Regions from separate parts of the Hermetia illucens genome. Here region 2 is linked to region 1. The links are chromatin contacts, called in public Hi-C maps. All regions are on one chromosome and are shown on one strand. The core of a region is the stretch at or near the end of the contact, and the rest is flanking DNA. Distances in the headings are between cores, read along the strand shown.

Region 1 (7,880 bases), core at 3,775-6,274:
ATGAACGCACACAGGATATCAACACTTCTGTTGCGTAAATGACAAGAACGGTATTTTGCTTACCAACCGTGGAGCCGTTCCACCAGACAGCGCAACTAAAGTCGAGGAGGCAATAAAACAAATGAAGTCGGGGAAAGCCGCAGGACCTGACGACATCGCATCTGAGCTCTGGAAAGCGAAGAACTGTGACCCAACACTGTGGCTTAGTGAATTCTTTAACCGGGTTATTCAGGAAGGAAGAACACCATCTGACTGACAAGAAAGTACCACTGTTCCAATATGAAAAAAGAAAGGTAGTCCAGCAGAATGTTCAAATTACCATGATCCTTTCTTACTCCTTACTTTCCCATACCGTGAAGATTTTTGAACGCATTCTTGACAACCGTATTCGCGAAATCGTTGAAATAACCGTGAATCAAGCCGGATTTGTCAAGAACTGCGGAACTACTGACGCAATACACGCTCCGCGGTTACTCATGGAGAAACACAGTGAGAAGCATCGCCCTCTTTACATTGCATTTCTGACCGTGAATTTTTAACGACTGATCCCCATGAAACAGGCACAATCACTGTCAACGGCAGTGATCTGTCAGGGACTGAGCGATTTAAATACCTTGGGTCAACGCTATCAGCCAATGGAGAACCGCGTTATGAAATTGCTTCACGAATTAACGCAACCTGGATGAAGTGACGTTCCACAACTGGTGTTCTTTGTGATCGACGTATGAACGATCGTCTCAAATCTAAAATTTACCGCAATGTCGTCCGTCCAGTCGCTCTTTATGGTTCTCAGTGTTGGCCGACTATAAAAGACAATGAACGGCTTCTTGCGGTAATGGAGACGAAGATGCTACGTTGGACTAGTGGTGTCACACGTTTAGATCACATCCGAAATAAGGATATCCGCGATCGTTATAGGGTTGCACCGATCGTGGAAAAGTTGCGAGAGAGGCGTCTTCGATGGTATGGTCACGCAATTCGTGTAAACGAGAATTCACTTGCCAAGATTGGTCTGAACATCGAAGTCGATGGTAAACGACCAAAAGGCAGACCTAAACAACGGTGACTTGATACGCTAGATGGGGATTTGAAAGCCTCGAGATTGCACCCAGATCAGGCATTCGATAGAGCCAAATGGCGAAACCGATCACGACGAGCAGACCCCGCTTGTGAACGGAACAAAGGCTGAAGAAAAAGAAGTATGATTTTGATCATACTTGGATATAATATGCTTCATATTATATTTTATACTACTACCAACTTTTGTAACTCTGGGATATACTTAAAGGGGGTTTTACTCAATTTCCCTTCCTCAATTTTGAGACCTGGGCATCATATAGAGGCAGCTTCATTATTTTTTTCAGATTTTTCGGTTGGGCAGTTTCTGAGAATGGGTCCGTTAAAGAAATCATTACTTTCGACCCCTCCCACTCCCCGCCTTTCTAATAAATCTCAAAACTAAGGCTGACTTCGAAAAGTACTAATCAAGACCTTTCATTTACCCCACATGACTATATTCGGTAAAAAAAAATGTTACACCCCCCTTTTACATGTATGGAGATCCCCCTATAATGTCCACAGTTCCCACCTTCTCACTAAATTTCGTGCTAATCGGTATAGCCGGTGTGACAGACAGACAGACAGATAAACAGACATTGAACCGATTTTATTAAGGTTTTGTTTTGCAAACAAAACCTTAAAAAGCATCACAATCATCAAGCATCCAAAACCATTATCATTATTATTTCTCCAAGAACATCTCAGATTGATGTCATAAAAATGTTCATGTTTGCACATAGCATACTGCAGTGAACCTAACTATACGTTGGGACAATGTTGCGTAACATGTAACCGTGTATACAAAAGCAGCGACAGAAAGCCACGAGGCAAGTATTATCAAGGGTGCTTTCAGTGCACGTATGTCAAAAGCTCAACACGACACACACTACAATGGTTCAGTATTGTTAAAAATGCCGATTATAGCCTCTCAGAAAAGTGATCATTGAATTTATGAACATGTTATAAACGATAAATACAGCTAATTATCTCTTATAAAATGGAATCAATATCTTTTTTGAAATGTTTTAACGACTCTGACTAAACCAGTTTGGAAACATATCAAAAGTAGTCGAACAAATCAATTTAAATTTTCTACTGACCGGAAAACAATTTCCCTCAATAGCAGATTATCCTTGCGTGTGTCATTCATAGCATCAGGCAAATTATCCTAATGGGTTTTCTAACGGAAAAATGACAGACTGCCTACAGTGCAATCTAACAAAACTCTTAAAGCACGTTTTTTGAACCAAACTGTATTTTCATTTATCAGCATTTTAAATTTCAACCAAATTCAAACGCACTGAAAAGCCCGTGCCACTATTTGTTGTGACGTCACAAATAGTCGCGTCAAGAAACTTCAGTAGACCGATAACTGGCCCGTGCTCTTTAAAATCTCAAAAGGTCTGTCTGTGTGTTACACCCGACTTATTCGTAAATGGCTTGACCTGACCGATTGTCACGAAAATTGGTAAGAGTATGTGATCTGCTGTTCCCTTTACTTGCAACAAGTGGCGCCATTTTGTGTTAAGTTTAAAGTTTACATGTGAATGGAGGGTGCAAAATTTTTTTTCATAAAATGTTGGCATATGGGGTGTCAAATGAAAGGGCTCAATTAGTACTTTTCAAAACTGGTTTCATATTTGATATTGGGTGGAACATAGGGGAGTGAGGGCTCAAAATATGACCTACAAAAAGTGTAACAGGTCTCGTTCTCAGTACCTACCCGACCGAAAAATCTGAAAAAAATCACAGTGGTGCAGTACGAAATCTAGGCCTCAAAATACATCCGGTTCTGATATCTGTACAAATAAAGTTAATAATAGTATATTTCAACATTTTAGAAATTGACGCGGTTCATTCCAGAAGCACAAAATTTGGTATGGATATAATAAAGAACATAATGCACAATTTGGCCAAGAAAATCGAACTATTATTAACAAAGTTATAGATGTATATGTACAATATTCGGAAATGTTTGTTTAGGGTGAGTATAATATCTATGGCTGTAATATGTACGTATATTTTGCAGTTTGGAAAAGAATAAATCAATGATTGAATGATGAAGGAATATGTTGGATTTATAGCTATATACGGACAGAAAAATGTGCGTTGACGTTTCTTACATAAGATACATGATCCAGTTGAAGCAAGACCTTAAGAATGATATGCAAGAGATTTCGCAGAATATTCATCCGGCCTAAAATTTGAATGCAGCTCAGTGCAAAGCCGATATTTCGACGAATTTTCAAAAAAATATGTATTACGTATTTTTACATATTACAACACTATTATTCAAATTAGTATAAATAATTTGCGATAACTTTTCCGTTTTGACAACTTTCGTTTCGGGAACGTTGTGCTTGCCATATATTCCTGTATAGCACGTTACCATTATTGCCGGAACCTAAAGTAAATTGAAGGACTGTGCTTTCACGTAACCATTTCCCTATTTTCTGTTAACTGATTGATTACTTGGAAAGTAACAAGTAACAAACACTATACCGCATACTTTCACGGGGATATATTGAAATTACTCGTTCAGTGACATCACATAAAGTGCCACCCAATCATCGCGTATTCTTTCCGGCATTGTGAAAATACGATTTTTAAACCATTATAAATATGGATAATAAGCGTTCCGAATTGGTTTTTCCTAGTGGGTGGGTGGCAATTGGGTAGGCAAAGCTAATATTATCATAATAATTATTTTCTAACACGGGGATTTCCATTCAATTTCCCTTTCATACTAAAAAAGTTTCCCCAGATTTCTGTCAAGTGGTGACTAAGATGCGTATATGACCCGACCGGGCAAACAGCATATTTTCACTGCATGCGGGCTTTTAAAAAAACATGAAAACACAAACAACTGGACATGAACCAGCTTTTCTTCGCCTCAATATAATTCAAGCTCCAGATCCACCGTTCAGTTCCGCTCTGCGTCAAGCAAGATGCCTGTTTTGGGTTTACATAATTTAATTAGGCTGAAATCAATGATAGTATTGATTTGGCTGCTACTTTGATTTTTTCTCGTGAATGGTCATGGAAGGGTATTGTAAGCTGGAGCTCTCACTGCGGCCATTTTATTTCCAATTCCTCAACTCACCGATATGATGTTGAATTCCCCTGCAGCGGCTACATTTTCTGTGTCGAAAAATGTTGCTAGTACCAGCATTTTACAGAGTTGCGTGAAAATGTAAATTCCGCCGGCTTGAATGCATTTCCAAAAGGCGCCGTATTCTGACCTGTGTACATATTGCAATTTACTTCCGAGTGGAATTACATAAAAAATTGGTAGGCTTACAGTCCGGAATACTTATACGTCAGATAATATGGGACATACACAAGAGCCACACAATTCCCAAAGTGATATAAAGTCATTTTTAGTCAGAAGTACCAGAAGAATTATGAAATCATGGACCAGCTCCGGCGCTACACAATTGACAACTGAAAAGTCATGTGCTCCTGCTGTTGACAGTAGCTGCGTTTCCTCGCGAAGTGTTCCGTTGACGTTATGTCGGATTTCGACAAACTTCGAGTTGTGACTTCAAAACATTGACACGAAATGCCGAATCAGCTGAGAATCACTTTCCACACAATACATACAGTTAAACGCTGTCAAGCAAGCGAAACGTAATTCGCAGTGCTCGTCGTCGTGGGTTATTTTGTGGCTCGCGAGCGCCATGCAGCACGCAGCTTCGTATTGGGCTTTGCGAGGCAGCTACTGTTCAGGTGGATATTTCTCAAAATGTTTACAAAATAGCAAACATAGCATGTGTTTATTTTTTGAATTTTCATTCTTGCCTTCCATATGAATTTGCAATATTGAATTATCCAACTCTTGGTGGCAATTAATTTCCTGGCACTTTCTTAATGCAAGTTCTTTAGTACAAGTGTAAGCGCCATCTACCCTCGAGAGCGATAACAATTTTCTAAAAATCCACCTACAGAATCCCCCGGATTGTCAACCACGTCATGTCATTCATGTCACGTCACTTTCACTTTTGTCCCAAACATCTCATTTTCTTGGACGAAAGTACGCGAATATTGGTCAAAACCAATTGTTAGTTGCTTTGTGCCCGGATATAATTTCGATTCTTGTCAATTATCCAGGGCCTTTCGTTCCAAAACTCTATTCTGTAATTGTCGAATTCCAGTGCCAAATGATAATCTAATTTTCCACGGCCTCAGTGAATGACAGATCCACGTAAAGAATTTGAGCCAAACCCATTTGGAAAACTATGCGATGCAAGCCAGGCGCCGTTTTGCTGGAGCTGACGTCGATGAACAAAGTCTAACGACTGTCCTCGTTACAGATACTGACTTAAACGACGAGAAGAAATATTCGAAACGTTGGAATTTACGCAACATCTCCAACCACATTACCACCACATCGGGTAATGCACTGCGTGCATTGGTACAACAAGCTACCAGCCCGTTGATCGACACAAGAGACACGAGTGTTGAGCCACTTCTTCCACCGCAGGGATACGAGGAGGATTTTGTAGAGGACCTGGTGAAAGAAGACATTGTCGTTATGACTGCTCGGGACCGAACCACGGAATTTGGCAATGCGATCCGCTCATTGCAAAGCCGAAATATTTCTAGAGCTGTAAACATCAAGGACCCGCGGAGGGCGAAACAGATTCAGAGCTACTCAGAATTCATGATGATTGCTAAATATATCGGCAAGAACATTGCAAGCACATATGCGAAATTGGAAAAATTGACACTTTGTGAGTATTTCTGATAGCTAGTTTAGTAATTTTGTATTTGAACTTGGATTACAGTGGAACAATTGTGTCCCATCTCCGGGGTGAAGATGAATTACCAAAGCAATAGATACGCCTCCACGATTTGCTAACGCAATCAGAGCGGAAATATTGGCAATGTCCAAAAGGACATTTCCCTAAAGTTTCCTTTATATTTGGTTTCTTTATCGGCTAAAACCAGAAATTCTCTAAATAATTTTGAACGCTAAAGGAAACCATTGTTCGTCTTAATCTTAGGTTTCTTAGAGGTGGAAATATTGAGAAAAAAACTAACCCGAGGTTTTCGTCTTCTCTCGGCAAGGTACGACTCATATTCCCCATCCAGCAGCTTCTGCTATAAATAGCTGGAATAAGTTCCAGCCTCGCATTTTCGGGGGAAAAAACCCCTATGATTCCTTTGGTTAACTTTGCTTTGGATGTTTCTCAAAAAAATGGGAAAACAACATTGGATAGTTTATTTTCAGGTTTTTTTCTACGATTTTTTTAATAGACAGAATTGAGTGGAGTTGAGTCATCATATTTTTTATTTTAATGACAAGAACGGTACTTTGCTTACCAACCGTCGTGCCGCAACGGATAGATGGCGAGAATACTTCGAGCAGATTTCCACAATCATTGCCCACATTTGGACCAGTTCCACCAGTCAGCGCAACTGAAGTCGAGGAGGCAATAAAACAAATGAAGTCGGGGAAAGCCATAGGACCTGACGACATCGCATCTGAGGTCTGGAAAGCGAAGAGCTGTGACCCAACACTGTGGCTCAGTGAATTCTTTAACCGGGTTATTCAGGAAGGAAGAACATCATCTGACTGGCAAGGAAGTACCACTGTTCCAATATGGAAAAAGAAAGGTAGTCCAGCAGAATGTTCAAATTACCGTCCGATGCGGTTATTTTCCCATACCATAAAGATTTTTGAACGCATGCTTGACAACCGCATTCGCGAAATCGTTGAAATAACCGTGAATCAAGCCGGATTTGTCAAAAACTGCGGAACTACTGACGCAATACACGCTGCGCGGTTACTCATGGAGAAACACCGTGGATGTAGAGAAAGCGTTTGGCCGTGTGCCACACGAACTCATCTGGTATGCTTTACGACAACACTTAGTGCCAAAAGAACTCATGCGCTGGGTTCGAAATATGGCGGCTGCATCAAAACCGCTTCGTGTCTCTGTTGGTGTTCATCAAGGAAGTGCCCTCTCAGCACTCCTCTTTGTTCTTGTTATGGACACCGTCACACGTCCAGCTCCCTACACACTGCTTTATGCAGATGATATTTTCCTAGCATCTGATAGCAAAAATGATCTCGAGAAACTTGTCCAAAAATGGAATGATCGCCTCATGAAACACGGTCTCAGATTGAATCTAAACAAAACTGAATTTTTGACGACCGATCCCCATGAAACAGGCACAATCACTGTCAGCAGCAGTGATCTGGCCAGAACTGAGCGATTTAAATACCTCGGGTCAACGCTATCAGCCAATGGAGAGTTGCGTTATGAAATTGCTTCACGGATTAACGCAATCTGGATGAAGTGGCGTTCCACAACTGGTGTTCTTTGTGATCGACGTATGTAATAACAAAAGTTGGATGGCAGGATCGCCATGTAATAACAAACGTTCGATGGTCGGATCGCCTAGTAATGTTGAAGGTTGCAGGGTAGTAGAGCCATCTGAGTTATCCTCAGATGCTGGTAGAGAGCTAGCGAGAGAGTTCGACAGTGAAAAGGGAACAAAAGGAATTTAACGTTCCTTACCTAACAAAGCGGTGAGACCGCAGATAGAATGGCAATATGTTCATCCCTGAACACTTGCCGTGGTTACTACTGGTATCTTATGATCTATACCTTGCCGCGAGGATACGGCATGCAGAAAGTAAACTGCCCAAAGTTAGAATCAATAAGAACGTTCATTGCATCTTTTCATTCTCTTTTATACAATTTCTTAAACCTAAAATAACTCTAAATCTACCAACAACAATATTGACCTAATTGGTTCGAAATTAATTCAACACCAAATTACTTCGAACACTGCACTTACTAATATTTCTC
Region 2 (7,880 bases), core at 3,714-6,213, 150 kb before region 1:
AGCACAGTTATTCATCTCAATAATCAACATCTTGGAGCAAATAACAGAGGTGTGCGGAAGAGAACTTTCCCATTGTGAATGTTTCGACCCAACAAATTCGAAAAGTTATTGTTTTTCCAGAACAGAGGATTTTATAAAAATCTCAGCAACTCAGGTCCGGAAAATAGCCCCGATCTGGATCAGGCAGAAGACTTCTGGAGAAGTATCGGGACGAACCCAGCCATTGCAATTTAGAAGCAGCGTGGTTGGTCCGCTTGCCAATTATAACAGGCTAGCGTCATAGCAGATAATAAATTATCTCCTTTGAACTTGAAAAGCAGAGAATGGGATGCCATGTCGGATGTTACTTTAGTCCAACAGAAGATCGACATGTGGAAAGTGAAACCCATTCACGGAGGTTCATAAAGAATTTGTTTATGCCTGGTACTGAAATCGAAGTGTCCGGATAGCTGAGTGGTTAGAGCACAAAGCTGTCGTACGGAAGGTCGCGGTTCAAATCTCGTTGGTGACAGTGGGATTTGTATCGTGATTTGACGTCGGATACCAGTCGACTCAGCTGTGAATCAGTACCTGAGTCAAATCAGGGTAACAATCTCGGGCGAGCACAACGCTGACCACATTGCCTCCTACATTGTAGTGTAATGTACCGTTACGGTCTTGAAGGAAGTGCTCTAACACACTTCAAGGCAAGATCCAATTGGATTGTTGCGCCAACGATTATTATTATTATTATTGAAATGGAGGCCTCCAATAAATGGTTAACTACCTGTGTACTTCGGTCACATAGAAGAGGAAGCATGTGCCACAAAGGCACAATATAGATCAGCAAAAAGGGGACTCCCCAGCGCTATAAACAAAACCAAAGCCCGCGGCTGGCACAACCTTGTTAACGAGTTGAATGAGGACCCGTGGGGACTTGGCTATAAGCTTGTCACCCGGAAAATCGGGGCTCTGCGGAAGCCCTGCATACTGAGCACCAACCAGATGGACCGCATTGTGCGGGCATTGTTCCCCAGACACCCTGTACGGGTTGGTGTAAATAGCCCAGAAAGCGTCGTGGTCCCTTTTCACAATGAGAGAGCTCGAAGAAACGGTTTTCACTATGAAAAATAGGAAGGCGCCTGGTCCTGATGGCATCCCGGCGGAAGTTTACAAACTGGTGTTCCGCCAACGGCCAGAATTGCTGCTTGAAGCGTTCAACGCCTGCTTGAAGACTCGTGTTGATCAGTAAGGGTAAAGGAGACCTGGAGCTCCCGTCTGCATACCGACCGCTGTGTATGCTTGACACGGCCTGAAAAATGCTGGAGAAGCTCATCAGGGGTAGACTCGCTGAAACGATCCGTGCTGCCGGGGACTTATCCGCAAGGCAGTTCGGGTTCAGAACAGGAAAATCTACAGTGGATACTGTTATGGAGATGCGGTTAATCGAGCCGAGGCACACAGCCGTCGATCTCGACGGATAGTGCTCCTCATAACGCTTGATGTCAGAAATGCCTTCAATTCCGTAAGATGGACAGATATGCTAGGCACACTAGAGAACTCCTTTCACGTGCTAAGTTATCTCTTGCAGATATTGAGGGATTATCTGAAAGACCTCTCCCTGCTCTGTGAGGCGCTAGAGGGCCAAAGAAGGATGGAAATCAGGTCGAGAGTGGCACAGGATCCATTCTTGGGCCGGACCTCTGGAACGCTTCCTACAATAGTCTGCAGAGACTCGATATGCCCGAAGAGTCGCGCCTGGTCGGTTCTGCGGATGACGTTGCGGTACTTACTGCCGGACGCACTGTTGAACAGGCGCAAAGCAGACTTGGCATATTGATGCAACTGGTAAGCGGATGGATGACTGCCCACGGTTTCAACCTTGCGCTGGAAAAACCGAAGTAGTCATCCTGACCAGAAGGAGAATCCCGACCCTGCCTCCCATATCGATCGGCGAGTTGACTCTAAAGTTAAAACCAGCGCTTAAATACCTTGGTCTATAGCTCGACTCGAACATGAGTTTCTTCGAGCAAATCAAAGCAGCAGCGGACAGAACTGCAGCTGGAGTCGCAGCTTTGAGTCGGCTAGTGGCGAATGTCGGGGGCCCTATATCAACAAGGAAGCATCTTCTCATGGAAGCAACGCAGTCGGTTCTTCTGTATGGTGCGGAGGTATGGGCTGATGCCCTTGACAAGGAGGTGCATTGTAAACGCCTCACTCAAGTGTAGAGGCGAGGAGCTTTGCGAGTGGCATCTGTTTACCGCACCATCTCCGAATCGGTTGTGATGGTGATCGCGCGAGTGATCCCCGTTGCCCTTCTTGCCAAGGAGCGCAAAGCTATCTATCGCCGTAAGGGCTAAAACTTAAGAGAAGTGGTTCCCGTGAAGAACGTCAACGCACCCTTAGCGAGTGGCAACTTTCTTGGCAAAATGAGCCAAGGGGCAAGTGGACTGCGCGGGTCATCGACAAATTAGACCCATGGTTGAACAGAACGCACGGTAAGATTGATTACTTCCTTACCCAACTTCTAAGTGGGCATGGAGGTTTTCAGTCTTACCTGCACAGGATTGGGAAGGCGCAGTCTCCTGATTGTGTGTTCTGCATGGAGTGGCGGATGACGCTGAACACACCTTTTTCTCTTGCGAGAGGTGGAACGGCCTTCGCCAGAAACTTTATGCAGACACAGGGGAGCTCTCTCCAGACAACATTGTCAGAGAGATGCTGAAGAGCGCTGGCAGCTGAAATCGTATTGCGCATTATGTTTGGGCTCTTATTATTACGAAGAAGATTGAACTCGACCGGCGGAGGGATTGGACGGTAAGGGGTTCCCTGAAATAATAAAACCTCTCTTCCTTCCCTCCCCTCCCCGTTGGTGAAAGGAATTCCCTGACTTGAAGGCTCCCTAAGCCGGGAGAGCGGGAGGGCTAGGCCGAAGTAATGTGTCAAACGGTTCCAGGCTAGTTCTCTGATGACAGGGAGGTGTCTAGTTGATAGTCTGCCAGTGTGCTGTTGCGGGAGTCCAACACTCTGTGCGTAAACGCATTCCCTTACCCTACTCCCAAAAAAAAACTTCAATTCAGGAAGCTTTGGTCTCAATAAAAATTATAAACGGTACATTCCTTACGACTCCTCAATCACCAACTCCAGTTGTTGGTTATGCAACTATGAAGAGGAGACCATGCATGCAGTACCGAGTACACCGATCTTCACAACTCACTCTGCAAGATTCTGCATTAAAACTTTGCGCTGAAATATAACTTAGTGGCCACCTACCATCTTTACTACAAGTATACTCCGCAGAGAATCTTAGAAAATAATCAGATCAAACTACTATGGGATCACACTATTGACACCGACCACAGTGTTAATTACAATATCTAGATCTAGATCTAGTCTTCCTTCTCCTTTGAACATGTTCAGATATCGGCCCTACCTGACATTAAATCAAGTCATATCAAGAAGCAATTTGTTTCGAAACTATCATGAGACAATGGTGTTTTTAAGAGACTTTGTGAAATCTATGCATATGCAGTTGATCTTCCAAATTTTTACAATTCCAATATATTATATCACAGTGAATACACATCCAGCAAACAAAAAAATAACCAAAACTTATCTTGAAATGTTTAATTGTTAGTTACAGTTATTATAGGTATTCTCTATTATGAATATCATTTACAGTGATACAGTTTATTCTGCAGATTCTTTGAAATATTCTTTCCGATTTTTGTATCCTTATTTTACCTGAAACTTAGATCCTTTAATATTGCATTTTCATGGCACAGATATATTTATAAAATCATAAAATGAAATATCTCTATAAAAAACTGACAAAGACGAGAAAGATATGTTTTGTAAAATTTAATCTATATTGAAAGCCTTACAATTTTGTTCACTATTTTGGGCAACTTGTTGTTGGCTATTTAGAATATCCAATGTGGGTAAACTGGTGCTCACTATTTGCAACTGTTCGTTATTTCGAAAGATTATTGTATTTGCATGTTTGGATTCTCGATCTTTAAAATAAACTGAATTAAGGGGCGAGTTATAGTATTTCAGAAAAATTATCATTGAATTTTTCGACACACTGCGAAAGATAAATCTAAACCAGTATGTCTTCTAAAATGGAATCAGAATATGTTAAAACCCGTTAAAACGGGTCCGTCCAAAAAAGCTTGCAAACATATTGCAAGTACCTGAGTGTAATTATGCGGTGTTTCCAGCAATTAATAATTTGAAATAATAAAAAAACTTGTTTTTCTTATTCGCTAGTGTAACAAGTCCAGACTTGTCAGCACCGGTGAATAATTCTGTCTGTTCTGTTGTCTACCAACTGGAAGACAATTTGCCTAAAGAGCCTAGAGAGAGGAGATTCTCCACTGTTAAGATGTCAGTGAAATGCATCAGGCAAATTTTCCTGATGCTTTCCCTGACGAATTTGTCGGAAACCCGATTAGCTACCCGGAAAATGACAGGGAATTCCATTTCCCTTTCATTCCAAAATTTCCTTCAGGTTTTTGACGAGGCTAAACAAGGGCCTTATAAAGTACGCTCGGGGAACGGACTGAAATATTTTCCTCGTTTGAACGAAGTGGAACTGAAATTTGCTTCTTCGGAGAAATTTTTATCAAAGTTTCTTCGGCATATTTTTAGTCCGGTGAAGGTGCACCCGACATGGTGCGTGCATACGGTTCTGATAATAGATGACACTAAATCAGGTCATGTAAAAGGAGAACAGGGAATGTCGTTAAGCAACGACAAATGGTTGGTGCCAAGGAAAGGTGTCGAATGTTGATTCCAGCCGTTCGGCGTCGCATAGGATGAAGGGATCGAACATGCAATCTCGCGGCGAATTATAGCCATGACATGAATCGTTTCGCGCTGCTCGCCTTGCAGCAATCTCATGCAAATTCTTTCTCCAGGAGCGCGAAAGAAATTTTTGACCTCGGACCGACGCACACACACTCGTGTGCGATCGTTCAATCAATTTGTCATTGCTTCGACAAAGAAGCGAACGAGTGGCCTCTGCACAAGTCGGGAGAGTTTACGGAATGTGAGGTACGACTTTCGAGGAACAGTGAATCAAACGCTTTGCAAGGTTCCATGTGCGCGACTTGAGTCCTAGCTGCGAAAGAGCTCCTCCAGTCGATGGCAGTAGTCCCATCGCCTGCCCTGCACTTTGTGAGCTACCAGCGGTTTGGTCGTTCGAGTAATTGTGTAATTCTAGCCTCGGTGTCTTTCGACGTGGTGGTCACTGAGAATCGTGCACGGGAAATAGGAACGCGAAGAAAACTGAACTAGTGTGGAAATTTTGGATAAATGCAATTTGTGTTGTAACTACTTTGCAAGGGAAAATTCACAAAGGGAACTGGGAGAATCCATTGATTTTCCGGAATACACGGCGGCGAAGTCCCACTCTTGACGAATTCCCCTACCGGAGTTGTATAGTCGCTGAAGTAGGCTCGTGTGTGACGAAGACAACATACGCGGAAGTGTCGCATGTAAGAACGGATGGAGTAAGCCGTCGTTTGGTGCCGTTCGGATGTCAGAAACTAGAATCGAACTACGGAGAGTAGAATAGCTGGTTTTACTACGAGTGGGAGAAAAGGACGACAATAGAATCGGACGGACGTCGCGGCGAAAAATGTACGGCGAGTTGTAAAGATGGTGGACGACATGTCATGAATTCGACAGCGACGACAACGGCGGTGGACTGTGAAAAAGAGATTTTAGAAAAGTCGCAGAAATTGACGGGAGTTTATCGTGAAAAAAACGGAGATTTGGAGAGACTGCGGTGTGCAATTTCTATATAGCGAAAACCTCGATGGAGCTTGAAGAAATAGCAGTGAAATTTTGAGTTGAAAAGTGGCATTTTGCATTGCATCCAGCTTGGCGAGTACTCGGAAAGATCTTGACTACTGCGGGTGAAAAGTGGCGATAGTTTTTACTTGGAATTTGCGTTTTTATTTGACTGTGGCCGCTTGGGTTTGTTCGATGTTTTTCGGATTGCCTGGCTGTCAGAGAAATTGTGGGAAGTGAAAAGCCGCTCGAACGGACCGGAAAGTAGGGAGTGCGGGTGCTCCGCGCGTGAGCTACGTAAAAGAGTGAATTATTAGTTGTGAGGAGGTGAAAACGATGGATGATAATTGCACTGGATCGGTCGGAAATCTGACGAACCAAAATCAAAACCTAAACGTAAGTATGAAATGACTTGGGAAAGGGCCAGTTGATGCTGGCGATGACTCAAGAGAGGTGAACGGTTTAACAGCGAATTTTCTTTCTGGAAATGGACAAGCAGCAAATGGGCACGAATTCGGCATCGGCAACGGGCATGAACATAAAGGCAGCTGGTGGAGGTGGAGTCGGGAGCGGCGGCGGGTCGGGCGGAGAGGACACAAACGGCGGGGGTGGAAGCGGAGTAATCGGTGGCGTTGGGAATAACAGCGGAGGCACTGGAGCCCCAGCCGGAATGAACAACCAACAAAACAGTGCACCACAATACACAATTCCTGGCATTTTGCACTTCATCCAGCACGAGTGGTCACGGTTCGAGTTGGAACGGTCACAGTGGGACGTTGATCGGGCAGAGTTGCAGGTCAGTGAAACTAATTAGTAGAATAGAAGTAATAGCATAGCTTGTTTACGTTCAATTGCAATCTCGTCGGTTATTGTGTAAGCTCAGGTTGGTCCTTCAAGAGAATTGTTAGCATGGTTTTGGTTGGATTTCTGCAAGAGTTATGCTTTCTTTTATATAGGGTGCGATGCACGGGATGGGGCGGCAGGCATCTAACGCAAGTTACTTCAATAATCGTAACTTGTCAGTGTCAAACCTGTCATGAGTAGAGATTCACTGTGCTTTGAATCCCGGTGGTCTGTGGAAAACCAGTCTTCGTTTTTGGCGGAGTACAATTCTTTGACGAATTGCCTGAAAAAAGTGCATAAGTTGTGAACATGTGGACGTTATTCGTATATGAACCGACGAGGATGTGATAATGACACAAATTTCAAATCATTGTCGCCTCTGATTAAACGCTTTGTATTTACAAATAAGATTTTGTGAGTGAACAAAATTGAAATCCGGGACAGAAAGGGGGTAAAAAGAATTGCATGTTTTGGTTTCTAACAGAATATAACGTTACAGGAAAAACTTTACTGGTAACAGAAAAACCCTTACTGAGGGCGAATATCAAAACGAACTCTATTTTCTTATGCAAAATTTAAATCTAGATAGCGGCAAAAAATCGCAATAATGACATGAAAAAGTAACAAGTTCAGGTTTAAAAGGTTTTGTGTTTCCCTATGTGAGAAGCATCAAGCAGTTCTCATTGGCTGACAACATTGACTCGAGATATTTAAATTGCTCAGTGCTGTCAGCTCCAATAATTTGCCCAAAACTGAGCGAATTAAATATCTCGGGTCAATGTTATCAGCTAATGGAAAACACTGTTTTGAAATTGCTTCACGCATTAATGCGACCTGGATGAAATGGCGTTCCACAACTGGTGTTCTTTGTGGTCGACGTATCAGCGCATGTCTCAAACTTAAAATCTACCGCAATGCCGTCCGTCTGCCGCTCTTTATAGTTTTGAGTGTTGGCCGATTATAAAAGACAATGCAAGGTTTCTTGCGGTAATGGAGATGAAGAGTTGCTTTGTACTAGTGGCGTGAAACGTTGATCACATCCGAAATGAGGATATCTGCGATCGATATGGGGCTGCACGGATCGTGGAAAAACTGCGAGTGAAGCGTTTTCGATGGTATGGTCACGTAATTCGTGCTAGCGAGAATTCACTTGCCAATATTAGCCTGAGCATCGAAATCAACGGAAAGCGGCCAAAACAACCTTGATACGCTGCGATTACATCCGGATCAGGCGTTTCATAAAATAAAATGGCGAAACC

The links. Hi-C and Micro-C count contacts between places; a contact is called where the count stands out from the background.
Region 2: a Hi-C map of an unstated tissue shows a contact between it and region 1, with 4 times the contacts expected there. The contact joins the promoter of LOC119661440 here to the promoter of LOC119646780 in region 1. A contact is called at or near these places in 2 of 2 Hi-C or Micro-C datasets (an unstated tissue and whole body).

The regions. Positions count from the first base shown.
Region 1 is chr1:126,879,507-126,887,386 of iHerIll2.2.curated.20191125, reverse strand. LOC119646780 (syntaxin-5) reads left to right here and starts at 5,024. Exons shown (of 2, transcript XM_038047364.1): 1 at 5,024-5,792. The coding sequence starts at 5,303. It overlaps LOC119646782 (transmembrane protein 147), which reads right to left and starts at 4,521. Exons shown (of 4, transcript XM_038047366.1): 1 at 4,361-4,521; 2 at 4,163-4,301. The coding sequence starts at 4,437.
Region 2 is chr1:127,026,362-127,034,241 of iHerIll2.2.curated.20191125, reverse strand. LOC119661440 (striatin-3) reads left to right here and starts at 4,963. Exons shown (of 6, transcript XM_038070786.1): 1 at 4,963-6,174; 2 at 6,278-6,574. The coding sequence starts at 6,115.